Linked DNA regions of Mus musculus: region 1 is linked to region 2. The links are chromatin contacts, called in public promoter capture Hi-C maps. All regions are on one chromosome and are shown on one strand. Each heading gives the region's core, a stretch centred on a gene start, on an enhancer-like site or on the middle of the called end of the contact. The rest is flanking DNA. Distances are from core to core; before and after follow the strand shown. Region 1 holds the start of Ntm (neurotrimin). Region 2 holds the start of Igsf9b (immunoglobulin superfamily, member 9B).

Region 1 (7,281 bases), core at 1,209-3,708, 2.1 Mb before region 2:
AGAGACAGGATATAAGATAAGCCACTAAGTGCTGGTTATATTTAGGGATTAGGGGATGGGAAGGCAATTGACATGCGATTTTGATCTTCGTCTTTTTAAAGCACGTCTATAGCAAGTTTGAATAAAGCCGATCTGTCTTGTTAATTAGGTGGGAATCTCTGACCTTAGGCCACTTTCTTGACTTTTATTTGTGAGTGGAACTTGGATTCCCTAGGCCCATGGAGCAGAGGTTGTGAGTGGCTTTTCTTTGTACTCCTAGAGAGACCTGAGCACTGTGGGGCTTTCTGTGGACAGCCACTGGGAAGCTGAAGGTTCGCACTGTTCCTCATGGTCTGAGACAAAAACATTCTGCCTGTCTAAGAAGAAATGCATTCATGTCTCAAGGAGCCCGTGAGGATTATTTTTTCTGTCTAGCCATAATAACAAAGCAGAAACAGAAAAAAAATGTATTAATAAAGGCTCTTCCACCCTAAATGGTTTTCTAAGTATTTTTCCTGTAGAGTTAATCATGTATGTAGGTCCCTTGGGACAGCCTGTTGGTTGTCATTATCCCCATTTGTAGATGCAAAACCTAATGCTCATTTGCACCTATTTGGAATTAGATGCAAGAGACCGAATTAGAATTTGTCATGAAAGGAGTCAGCTCCATTCATTCTCAGGCCTGGGTCTGGAGGGAGATGGCTCCAAAGCCCAAAAGGAGTTTGTTTCCATGCGTGTGGCATCTAGGAAGAGGGCTTGTGATGGGACCCTAGGAGGATAGTTAGTGGATTATTAGTAATGCGCTGGATTTAAGGGAAGAGCCTTGAACCCAGAAGCCTATTCATCAGCAAAGAGAAACTCACACTTTCTGCCCCTGCTCATGAAACTCTTGACAGAACCAAACAGTTTAATTTCACATTTTCATATTTTCCCACTGGAGAATGAGACAAAATAGGCTTTGGAAAAAAAGCCATTTGTTGCTGTCATAAGTCAACAGTCAGCATTTTGGGGCACCATACGTCAAAAGGTATGGTCAAAATAGTGAATGAGTTCCCTGAGACTTTAATATCAGAAGAAGTCACTAGAGGAGACAATAGGGAATTGGTAATGAATTGATGTCAAGTACTCTGCTACCTCCAGTGTAAAGCTGCTCAATACTTCACAGCCCAGAAGTGTCTGGGCAACTACAAAGCTAGAAAAGCTAGCTTACTCATCTTCTTTTGCCATTTTTGAGTTTGGTTAACACATTCCACAGCTGACCTCTACCCACCCCTCCACTGTAGTAGTGTGAGGGGGAGATTGTGGGACAGGTGCACGTGTGGATCCTTACATACTATCTACATGGAAACGGCTGGTGTGACTCCATAGCGTCAATGTTCATTGGTACCAGCACCTCTGAGGTTAATAATGGTTCTGTAGTAATGTTTTCTTCGTATCTGGTGTTGGATGGCTTTGGGGAAGCACTCCCCCCCACCCACTTTTATTTCATAGACTTTTTAAAAAAAATAGTGCCCCAACTGAATGCAAGAGAAAGTCTAGGGAAATAAACAGAACCAGTGTACCCCCATTCCTTTCCCAGTAACAATTCAGGACAGTATTGGGAGCTCAGGACTGGAAATTCCAGGGAAGGGAGCCTATTGGCGTTACCCACACTGTTCTAACGGATCTACCCTGTTCCCTGTACAGGGACCAGGCATGGTCCATCAGAGTTAGTGTGAAGGGAGAAACATGATGTAGGCACAGAGGAACCAGCAGCAGACAGAGAGAAGTCACAGAAGCTCAGGCATATCCAGTCTTTCTTTGGGCTTCAAAGATTTAAAGAAAGCCACGCCTCTTGGAGATGAAATCAGGTACGCCAGAGTGTGAACCCAGAACCCAGAGAATCTTCTTTATAAACAAGGCTGTGGCTTACACTGGCCCATGCCTGTGTACCTTTTACCCAGTTAGCATTCTCAGTGTCTGGGGTGAGGTTGGGGAATTGAAAAAAGGCTGTGTTGAACTTGACCAACATTTTAAAGGGATTTTGCTCACTCCATCAACCAAGGTCCTTCTGGAATTTCCACATTTATATTTTACGTGGACTATCTCTTAGAATGGCTGTGTTGAGTCTGCGGGGTTTTAAGAGGGTGGGTGTAGTGCAAAGGGTGGTGTAACATTGAATAAAAATGAGATTATTTAAAGCATCTTCCTAACGTTGTAAATGTACTCTCAATGCTGATAGAATTAATTTGACCATTTTAAAGGTGCACATATGCATGCTGCAGGCTCTTCTCTTCCTAGTTAGTTTGTGACCCTTATTAAGATGTCTAGGGTTATTAAGACCTCACAGTAACTTTGTCTTCTTAATTGCGAAGAGCTAGCTCTTCAAATCCGGAAATGGTTAAAACGGTGGCCAGAGGTGGTACACCGCCCTGCCCTGGCCCGGCGCGGCGGGGGTTAAGGTGGGCGCCCGCGCCCCGCACCCGCCAGGATGAGCGCACAGTCCGTGCCTCCCGCCAGCCGGATCGCTTGGAGTCGGCAAGGAGAGAAAGTGGCGGTCAGGGATGGAGCTGCTGCCATGACAACCCCGGCGGTCGGGGCCCGCGCGCGTCGGGGCTGCTCCCGGGAGGAAGGCAGCGCGGAGGCCGGGGGCGGCCGCTGAGCGTGGCGTCCGCGGCTCCGGTGGTGCCGACTGCGCTTCGTCTTCTGCAGCGAGCCAGAGAGCGGGCTAGGGACCGCTGCGGTCCGCCCCTGCCGCGCCGCTCCAACCTTGCTGCTGCGCTGCAGAGACAGCCCAAGCTGCAGCGCGAATCTGGGCTCTGAGCAAGTTGACCGTGGCTCTGCGGCAGGATTCCCGAGTCCGGATTGCAGGAAGCCGGCTTAGCAGGCGCCTCCTTGCTCCCTCCGTGCCGCCTCTTGCGTGCTCTACTTTCCATCTGCTATTGTTCCAGATTGTTTCTGGCGCCGAGCCTTGCTCTGAAACTTAAGAAAGTGCTGGATTTCCTCTCGTTCGACTGAGGAATCGTAGACCACATCTGGGTAGCTGGATTCAACCCAGCCACAACCCCGTTGGATACCAAAGTGCTTACTCCTGTCCAAAGTGCCATGCCTGAACTGCTACGGGGAAGAGGCAGCTTCTGAGACCCGCACCTGTGCGCCTGCTTGCCTGCCTTGCGCTTCTCCTTCCTGGCCACCTTCCTGGCTACAGGCAGCACGGAGAAAGTCCGCCTCGGATGTGTGTGGAAACTGGTTCTCGGAGGCTGCGAGCTGAGGCTGGATTTAGGGGAGGAATATTAGACTTGGAGGAGTCTGCGCGCTTTTCTCCTCCCAGTGCATCGCGCGGTCGCCGCTAGTTCATCGCTGGGTCCCCGCGCTCACTCCCCACCCCACCCACTTCCTGTGCTCGCCCGGGGGGCGTGTGCGTGCCACTACCGGAGTTCTGGGAAGTTGTGGCTGTCGAGAATGGGGGTCTGTGGGTACCTGTTCCTGCCCTGGAAGTGCCTCGTGGTCGTGTCTCTCAGGCTGCTATTCCTTGTACCCACAGGAGTGCCGGTGCGTAGCGGAGATGCCACCTTTCCCAAAGCTATGGACAACGTGACGGTCAGGCAGGGGGAGAGCGCCACCCTCAGGTAGGGAACTGCCACTCTACTAAATGATGATTTGTTTCGGCTGGGGCAAAGGGGCAGGGGTGCGGGTGTGTGCTCTGGAGCAAGCCAGGGCTAGTGGAGAGATCCCTAGCTTGCTGCGCTGCACAATTCCTGGATGAGCTAACTGCTCTACCAAGGAATGTGGCAACCTCAGGGTAATGCTAGGGGAGAGCTGTGCTTTCCAAACCTGGCTCCTTTGACCCAAGGGTTTGTTAAAGGTGAGGGATAGCTGTCTTATTTTGAAGCCAATGGTCCTGCTACTGCCTTTTCCCGAGCCTGACAGCTATGGTGACCTGGGGCTTGGCTGAGACTCAGCATGGATGATCTCCCTGCTGAAGTTAATGAGTCCCAAAGCAGGGATCTGGCTTGGTGTGGATGCCCTCGCACTACCCGTGCCATTGAGAGTTGCCACAGGGTCTGGACTCTGCAAAAAAAAAAAACCTCTTTTCCTGAGCCTGGATTTTACTAACGTTTTTTTCCTGGGTTGTCTGTTCCATGATACGGTGGGCAGAGGCAGATGTGATTTCCTGTCTGAATGTGGCTTTTGGACACTGGTACCATGGACTGTGATTTGTCTGTGGAGAATGCCTTCTACACGAGTGGACCGTGCTCTGATTGTTATGCATGCTCACCAAAGCAGCATGTACAAAACTTGGCACTCAGCAAACCCTAAGCTTTAGTGTTGTGTTGGGTCGGTTCTGGGGTTGAGGGTTGCAAGCTCTGGGGAGGAGGAGGAGAAGAATCTTAGCTACATTTTGTGCTAAGTGGGGCAAGACTGTCTCCCTCGCGATATTGCTACTGAAGCACTGACTCCATTTCCAGTTGATAAAACCACACCACTCACAGGAGGGCTACACGCCGGATGATTGTAATGGGAAATTCTCATCTCTGGAATTTTTAAGGGAGCAAGCAACTCTCCGTACCTCTCCTTGACTTAGTGTGTCCTTTTTAATAAAGTTTTAAAAACTGGCCAATGGTACTGACTGCAGGCAACAGGAAACTATTTTCATCCTCTAACGTGGAGATTCTTGGGAAATGAACCTTGGCCTTGGTGCCAAATGTCCTGGTTCCATCAGTGATGAGCTTGGAGTACCTGTGGACTGTGCACAGGGTACCCACAGGACAGACGATCTTGGGGAGTGAGTGCTGATATTACAGAGTTGAGTTGTGAGGACATTTTCAAAAAATACACGTGATTTAAAGAAACCACACAAGGGGCTGCAAACATCCCCAAATCCTTTGTCTTTGAGGACCTAACTCTTATGACTCCAAGGAACTCCTGGTTACTTATTGTCACATGAATGAACTTTGTAGGGACTACTTTAGATTAAGATGAACTATCTGGTTTTAAATATGCATCGGTTCCAGACTTCTTCAAAACAAAGACAAACCTCTAAACAATATAGTCAAGAAAATTTAGTGTTCTGTAGATGCCCCCTCTGACCCTAATCCTTGGCTACAGGGAGCAGACCTCCAGGGACAAAATAGAGACACTATCTATGGTGGATTGTTTTAGATACACATAGACACCTATCCACACACAGAACAGTGACAAAAGAGAAAAGAAGTTGGTCAGTGACCTAGAGATCTGAAGCTATCAATAGACCTCCACAGTGACTCTCACATTCTAAGGGAAGCAAGGGGATTGGAGTGACCAAAATGTCACCCCAGGACAGCAGTAGTCCCATAGTTCAGGAGGATATGGCCTTTTGAGAGTGACTGTATCCAGCAGGTGCCAGGGCCCTGGACTTGTTTCTAACAGGGCATTATTATGTATTGACTGCTTTGCTCTTGCCGTAGTCTCTTTCAGACACCAGCGTTTGTTTACAGTTTCGCAGACAGTTCACACAGTGGTCTTGTTTGAACACAAACAACACTATGAGGATATGGGTGAGGCTGCTTCCCTATATATACATCAGGATGGTCACCATCTAAGCTATGCTGTGTCAGGCCAAAAGACCGAATATCTTTGCGACTTTCAGGAGGGTGGACGTCTCAGTGGATGGAACCCTAAAACTGAGGGATGAGATGATCCAGGGTCTTCTTTCTGATCAAGAAATAGGGGCTGAAGTCCTCTGCTCACATGGAAGGCCACCCTGCAGCAAGACTGCAGTTCCCCTCATGACCAGCAGAGGGCTTTCTGCGCTGGTTACTTTTTATTTGGCTTTGTTCTCATCAGTATTATCCTGGAGGTCTTTTGTAGTCCTTAAAGAGAATAAATGTCTCAGCAACAAATTCTACTTTGTAGAAACTTTAAAAGTTTATCTAATTATCTCTAGTGATCTTTCTGGAGATACTAGGAAACAACCGCACTGGCAATCTGTACAGAGTTGCAGGCCTTTCTAAACTTTCCATCTTGGTGAGATCACATGACACAGAATTTTAAACTAAATATCCCAGTGTTGTTGAGAAGTCGCCTTGTATTAGGGAATACTAAAGTGCTTTATATAATATCCTATCTGTCATTCAACCTCCTAACATTATAAGTGAATTCTAATAATAATCATTATGAAGTTGCTACTATTATCACATTTTACAGATGAGAAAACGGAGGCATTGGCATGAAGAATTAGCCTCTCTTGGAGAATTTTACTGTTAAATGAGGAGATGGCTTTACTGTTAACGTGCTTGCTTTGTTCGGAATTCCTGATGGATCCCTAGTCTAACCTCTCCTCTCGCAGGAAAAAAAAATTATTTGATGAAGGTGGAATAGCTAGGAATTTTTGAACTGGGTCTAGCAGGAGGTTAACTAATGATGATGTTAGTAAGTTGAGTAGTATTATCACTTATTGACCAGCCTCTATAGTACTATGAACTATTACAGTTAATCTTCCCTACTCTCTGAAATTCATTTAATTATCTCCCATTTTATGGATGAGAGAGTTGAGACTCAAAGAGCATCATTTATCTGAACTCCCAGCAGTAGCAAGCAACAGAACTAGACCATGTACATTGAGATTTCCCAAGACTTATCAGGGCCCAATAAACACCGTGTCTTCCTACTTCCCCAGTGGGGATTAATGTCTGCCATCATTTTCTTCTTTGTAGTGTTGTGTAACTGTCTTTCTGAGTGGCCTGAGTGTATTATGGGAGAGCAAAGATCACACCTTTTAACGTCATGAGCTCCCTCACTAAACAGATGAGTTAAAAACAAAACAAAACACTCTTCACGCCTTCCCGGATTTCTCTGACTTTCTTTTGTATGTTAACAGTGATCAAACAATAAAGATTTATTGTGTGGTTCTCTCAGGAAAGGTGCAAAGCCAAGAGATGAAGTGTGGAAGGAGTCCTGGGTGCACTCACCAGGGCCAGCCTGTGAACAAGATAATCCAGATTAATACATGGGGCTAGGATGGCAACAGGGGAGGCTCTGAGCACAGTGCCCCCTGGTGGAGGGAGGCTCTCAGTGGTTAGGACTGAGAACAAGTAGAGATGGTACTAAGTAGCTCAGAACCCAAGATGGCTACTGGGCTAGTCAAGCTCAAGTACAAACCTTGAGGAAACATCAGAATGCCACTCAATGGCTCTGCCCAGTGAGGAACCTTCCACTAATAAAACAGCTACTACAAAAGTGAACTATTTCCTGGGTATGGGAGCAAGCCAGAGACTGTCTCTGCTCCCTGTCTTGTGTCTAGAGTTGTAGTGGCTCAACCATCATGTTTTTTCGTGGATGAGT
Region 2 (6,765 bases), core at 371-2,870:
TAGTGCTTGTTGGAAAGCTGTCCTTCCCTTCGCCCCACTCTCTCGTTTCAGAACCCCCTCTCAAGTAGCAGAGGAGATACATTCCAATCCGGAAACTTTCTCAAACCACTCCCCCCCACACGCCCCGAGGCAAGGTGCAAAAGAAGCCGGGGAAGCCCGCGCCTCCAGCAGAGCCCTTCAAAAAGGCTCCCTAGTCCGCAGAATCTCGTCACCCTGTCGCCTTCCACCCACAGACCGTTCCTCTCCCGCCGCCATCTCCCTGCTTTGCGAACTTGCCCGCAGTCGGGTCGGTTCCGCGCGCAGAAACCGTGAGCTCAGAGTCCTGGCAGCTTCCAGGCTCGGCTCTGACTTCCATACAAGGGCCGAGAGCCGGGTGCCACCCAGAGCTCTGCCATCTCCAAAGCGAAAGCCCTCGCGCTCAAGTATGCACCCCGCGCCTTGGCTTCTCCCTAGCTTTTTCTTGGGCTCAAACCCGAGAAGGCAGAAATAAAAAATCCCACTCGACTCTGAGACGCAGCTGGGCAGACCCCTCCCTCGCGGCCCTCGCCCCGAGGCCGCTGGGCCGGGCAGCCTGAAGCGCGGCGACGGCGCCTCCCCGGGAACTTTTGCCTGGCCGGGGCCCAGATGCAGTCAAGGTGGGCGCGGGCGGCCGACAGAACCAAGAAGAGCAGATGCTGCTCGGAGCCTCTAGGTCAATTCTGCTTGTCACCTGCCAAGGGGATCCGACCTCCGCGGCCAAGATGTGTGGAAAGGAAGGGCGCGGGGCGGAGAACCCGATCCCTTCGAGGCGGCTGCGGGGACTCCCAACCTCTTAATCGCGCCTCCCTTCAAGGGCTCCTCCATCCAGCGGTGCTGTGCAGGGCTGGGACGCGCGGAATCCTGCCTAAAGACCATCAAAGTCCCCAGCAGCCAGAGTTAGAGCACTAGGGGTTCCCCAAAGCTCAGATTCGACGTGTGGTTGTGAACCAAGGGGCCTAAGGTAGACTAAGTCCACTTTGATTCCAAGGCGTTCGCAGCCCAAGGGCTCCCGCACCTTCCCGCCGAGTTCCTCCCACCCGCAGTTCCCCAGCCTTTGCCCGGGCCAGTGCTCGGAGGTGCGCCTGGCCGGAGCCGGAGCCTCGCCCCCGGGGTTCGGGAGCCAGAGCCTGGAGCAAAGGTCTAAGAACGCCAAGAGGGTTGGAGGAGGGATGCTGCACTTCAACTCACCTTGAGCCACAAGACCTCGGGTGCTGATCACACTTGCTATCAAAGTGGCCACATACCAAATCATAGTACTACCGCGCGCCAGCCAAGAGCCTCATCCTATCGCAAAGTGCTCCTGCGTCTGCACACTTCTCGTGCCTCAGTGCCCGCTTCTCGCCCGCCTACGCCCCTTGCCGGTGCTCCTGTAGCCCGGGCGGCCCGCTCTCCATCCCTTCCTGGCTCCGCTCGTCTCGGCGCGCGCAGCCTCCCGGGCCCCGGCGCAGCGGCACCTGCACTGCCAACCGAGGCAGAGCGCAGCCAGGTCCACGGTGAAGCCTAGCCGGGCCTGTCCTGGTGGTCCGCCCCTGGCGGCTGTTTATTGGACAGTGCTCACGAGTCTAGGCACTGATTGGCTAAACTCTTAGTCCGTCGCTGCGCGAAGAAGGCGAGCCCATTTCAAGGTGCGTTGAAGTGTAGCGAGCACAGAGCCGCAGAATCATGCGCATTGCCTGGGAAAAGGCGTTGTAACGTCTTTGCTCTATTCTGTTCTCAGCTCAGACTGCATGGCAAGTTTCTGATTAAATAGATGGTAGCTTCTCGTACTGGCTAGTGGGACCCTAAGAATCTCAATAACCCTTGACAGGTTATCCGAGGGGATGGAGCCCCCGCCCACCTTGAGAATCCAACATCCGGTTTCTATCAAGAAAAAAAAAAAAAAAAAAGCAGTTCCCGGGAGGACCACGCTGATACGGGGATAGGGAAACCCAAGCATCCTGGGGAAACTAGGGAACGTCCTTTTCTGGAGAACGGTTCAAAGAGACCACGTGATACCTCCCCCCCCCACCCCCACTCTTTGCTCACTCTCTCAGAACACTACCTCCACCAAACGTTATATTAAGTTAGGCTCCATCCAGCCCAAAGCCAGGAGGATGACTAAAATGACCTCTAAAAGTCGCTAAATTTGGAATGAGTCATTGGCTCAGCTGCGGCGAGTCACAGACCCCTCTGGAACACATGTGCACACGTACTGCCACCCCCATTGCTGGTCATCGTTGCTCATGATTACTAAAGCCATTAACCCCCCCCCCCCAATAAATGCTGCCTCTCCTGCACACAAATGCTGCTTCCTCTCCTACCTTACTGAGAGCCCAGCCCCATATCAGCAGCATAAAGTCAAGGTGGCGTTTGTGAGCGATCAGGGGGTGAGGTAGAGAACCAAGGAAAAGGGAAAGGTCCTCCTCATTTCTGCAGAAGATAATAAATAAAGACGCTGGAAGAGCTTCCTATATCCCAGGCTCCCTACTCCAGCATCTCTTCATCTCCTCCCCCAATACAATTGTGTTTACACAAGGAATAAATGAGCATCATGAAAGCCTCTACAACCATCTCACAGTGTTCTGAGGCTGCCGTGGAGATGTTTATTCTTTCAAGCTTCTGACACAGTGCTGAGAGGCACAGCTCCCTAGGAGGGGCTGTTGGCCAGGGAAGAAATGGAGGGGCAATGAAGGCAATCTCTCAATAAGCACAGAGCATGAAGTTTCCCATAGACCAACAGCTTACTGCTGGAAAAGCCAATGTGTGCGCATGGACTCGTGTATCTCACATAGAGTGGCCTTGAGTGATGGAGGGTCATTCTTTTTGGAGAACTCCACTCTCGTTGCCATCCAGGAGATGAAAAGCTGAGGCTCCTAAGCAGAGAAGCACACACACTAATGAACTTTTATCATCTGAATAGCATCTGGAGAACTGGACTTCTGAATACCTCCTGCTTGCAAACTCGCCCTGCTCATGCGAACACACTCATGAGTTATCACTCTGTTGATATATTCCCATGGGCCACTGCTTTAGGTCCTTTCTGGGCTGACATTTCTTTCCTGGGGCTTTGGTGAAGCTGCACGCTCTAGATCTCCTTGACGCATCAATTCTCAGGCAACATGCACCAATTCTACCTCCAACACACACATATGCAAGTCTCCCCATAAACAGGTTTGCACACATCTATATACGTCCATACATACTTCCTCTGGGTCCTAAGTCTATCAAGACTTATTGGGATCCACTTGCAGAATGGGTGATGAGGCTAGGCTATGATTTAATTTTGACCTCAGAAACGTTCATGTTGTTGGAAACTTGATCCCCAAGGTGGCAGTATTGGAAGAATGGAACCTTCAAGAGGTAAGTCCTAGGAGCTGGAGAGACACTTGGCAATTAAGAACGTGCACAACTCTTGCAGAGTTTGGTTTTCAACATCCTAAGGTAATTGTCCATGATCTGTAACTACAGCTTTAAAGGATCTAACACCCCTTTACAGGCACTGCACTCATGTGCACACACACATACACACACACAAACACATATAGATATAGTTTAATATAAAGACGTGAGTTTGGGGCTGGAGAGATGGGGGGGGGGGCAGGGTTAAGAGCACTGGCTGCTCTTCCAGAGGTCATGAGTTCAATTCCCAACAACCACATAGTGGCTCACAACCATCCATAATTGGATCAAATGCCTTCTTCTGGTGTGTCAGCAACACTGTGTTCATATACATTTTAAACACACACACACACACACAAACAAACAAACAAACAAACAAAAAAAAAAAAACATGAGTTCTACTGAGAAGTCCTTAAGTCACTGGAAGCCATGCCACTGCTAGGTAATTCTCCTGGGATCTCCCTGGTAGTTCTCATAAGAAGGCTGTCATGAGCAGAGCTGGACTTGGTGGCCTAGGTAATTGTCCCAGCATTTGGAAGGTCAGAAGTACAAGATCATCCTCAGCTACACACAAAACTGAAGGTCACCCTGAGCTACAAGAGACCCTACTCTCATAAAAGAGAAGAGAAAACAAAGCGGAGGGTGGGGTGCTGTTAAGAAGGGAGAAAGGCTGGCCCCTCCTCCTCTCTACCTGCTACCTGGCTTGAAATCCAGCCGCTTGCCAGCACATGCTAAAGCTATTGCCATCTTCCATCTGTCTTGGGGCTTTGAACAGAAATAAACCAGAGCAGGTACCACAGCCGTGAGCATGCAGAATTGTGTGCTAAGTAAATCTTTCTTTTCTTCATGAGTCTACCTCCTTGAATATTTCATGATAACAAAACAAACAAACAAAACAAATCAACAAAAACAAACAAACAAAAAAAATGGTTAATACAACTGCATGACTCCAGGATTCATCCCCTTTTATATGCTCATAGCAGCATTTGACACCTGTGGAATGGTGTTCTTTGTCTTCTGAGGCTGGGATATAGGCAATATTGAGTCCATAGTCTAGCCCCAGGTCCTTCAATCCTTGAGGTAGAAGAGACGCATCTATTTAACATCTATGGAGCATCTACTTTGAGACAGTTTCTTCCCAGAAGTTGAGGAAAAGATAAAGCAGTTCCCACAGTCCATCCCTGCTATCCTTGCTTGGCCACCCATCTTGTCTTCAGGAGGATGGTAGTTTCTGCTAGGAAGTTAAAACCGTATATCAGATCAGAACTTAAAAGAATAAACTGAACTAGAGAGATGTTCAAAGGAAACTAAAAAGAATGTATTTCATCTGGAGATTCAACTGGAAATACAGGGACACAAGAGTGAAGACAGAGAGAAAAGGGAAGGAAATTGAATTGAAGAGGGAAAAAATTAGCATCATGACCATTATCATACAACATGTGCCGGTTCATTTCAGATCAGCTCAAGAGACACGTGTTGTAGCAACTGGCAGAGAGGAATGAGGCCAGTCAGATCTTTTCCTCTTAACATATGGCTGAGCATTTGACTCAGAACAAATGGCAACCCCTCCATCCCTAGCAGAGACATAGAGCTGAATACTCAGAGGCCACATGGGCCCCTTCCAAGAGGCGTAAGAAAGAGGAACACAAACCAACCCCCTTGAATTGGTGTTCCTGGTTCATTGTGGATACCCCTAATGAATATAGGTATCTGACACTATACACATTGGGTGTCAGAATATCTGTCATCTTTTAGTTTCATCAGAAGCTTCACTTTTGGAAACACGTAATTCTGCTCTTATCAGTTATTCCAAGAAAAGAAAACCAAACCACTCGCTACTTACTCTTACATGCCCAGAAGCCCTCAGAGGACACATAGAAAAGGTAGCCACTGGCAACCAAGGTTTCTCTTACACCCACTGAGCAATCAAACTGCAAACAGCAGCTTGTGTTTACCCTCTTCAGGGCTCTTGGTAGGATTTGGGGTAGGATGATGGCTGGAGCATCTCCTTACAAGGAAGAAGAGAGGCTGTAAACCAAAGGAATTTATTCAAAATAAGTTTGAAAGTGTTTGGTGTTTATACAGTTTGAAAATTGTTCTAATTATCTTGCCATATTTTTTAAAAAAAGTCCAAAATGATACAGTGTCTTAAAATAACAAGAGTCATTTATGTGAGCAGTGCTTGGTGGGAATACCAAACATCAGTTCCAAGATGCATGGACAGTCTGCTTTCAAGATGGCTCACACACCTTGCTCTAAGCTGGTTGTTAGCCAGGCTTGTCGGTAAAGTTTCCTGTCTCATCATACTGACTTCTCTATTGACTAGCCTGGGCTTCCTCACAGCTTGGTGGCTGGGTTTCAAGGGCCCATGTCCCAACAGAACCAAGTAAAAATACCCTTTATATCCCCCTGTCCTGGATAACACAGCTTCATGTCCACAGGTGTGACCTACCTATCCAGCTGAAAAGGAAACCATGTAGATCCTTGCCTCTCCGTGAAATAATCTCTGCTCCACACTCTGAGATGAGCTTGTGGAATGGAGGTAGCATTGCAGCCATTTTGGGAATGGTACAATTTGCTGTGAAAACAGTTTTCAAAATAAAAGCAGAAAAAAAAAAATGAACTCTAGAAAAAAAAAGAACTCTTGGAAAAATTATATTATGGAAATTGTCTCATGCAATTATGGAAGCTGAGAAGTCTAACAATATGCTGTCTAAAAGCTGAAGAACCAGAGAGGCTGGTGGCGTGATTCAGCATGACTCTAAAAGCAGGTGTGAGTTATGGACTCTGAAGCCCAGGGAGCCTCAGATTCCTCTGCTGAAGGGCAGGAGGGAATCCAGCTCGAGAAAAAGGCAACTCACCCTTGTTCTTCGGTCTTGCTCTTAGCAGGTTATGCAATGCCCATTCGCAGTGGTGCAGGCAAACACTCAGCCTACAGCCCCAGTCCTAATTCCTTTGGGAAATACCCTCCCAGACACTTTACCTGCTCTCTAAGTCCCCTTTAGACCAACAGTTCTCAACCTGTGGGCCATGACCACTTTGGGGGTTGCATATCAGATAGCCTACATATCAGACATCTACATTTCGATTCATAACAGTAGCTACATTAATTGTGAAGTTGCAATGAAATAATTTTATGGTTGGGGGCCACCACAGCATGAGGAACTATTGTGAAGGGGTGCAGTGTTCAGAAGGTTGAGAACCACTGCTTTTGTCCACTAGAGCTGATGCCTAAAATTAACCATCACAAAGGAGTTTGGCATACAATATCTGGGTCTAAGAATGTTCTCATTTTAATTCAAACTGCTACAATGTTTCTTAGTCCCAGGGACTTACCCTTGACACTTGCAAAATCCTAGCCAGTTTGAG

What was found. Promoter capture Hi-C pulls out the DNA fragments that hold promoters and counts their contacts.
Region 1: a promoter capture Hi-C map of cranial neural crest shows a contact between it and region 2. The contact joins the promoter of Ntm here to the promoter of Igsf9b in region 2. A contact is called at or near these places in 2 of 39 promoter capture datasets (cranial neural crest and hippocampal neurons) and 1 of 9 other capture datasets (embryonic stem cells).

The regions. Positions count from the first base shown.
Region 1 is chr9:29,407,862-29,415,142 of GRCm38.p6, reverse strand. Ntm (neurotrimin) reads left to right here and starts at 2,458. Exons shown (of 7, transcript NM_001357602.1): 1 at 2,458-3,587. The coding sequence starts at 3,421.
Region 2 is chr9:27,293,959-27,300,723 of GRCm38.p6, reverse strand. It overlaps Igsf9b (immunoglobulin superfamily, member 9B), which reads right to left and starts at 1,620. Exons shown (of 20, transcript NM_001326702.1): 1 at 1,207-1,620. The coding sequence starts at 1,270.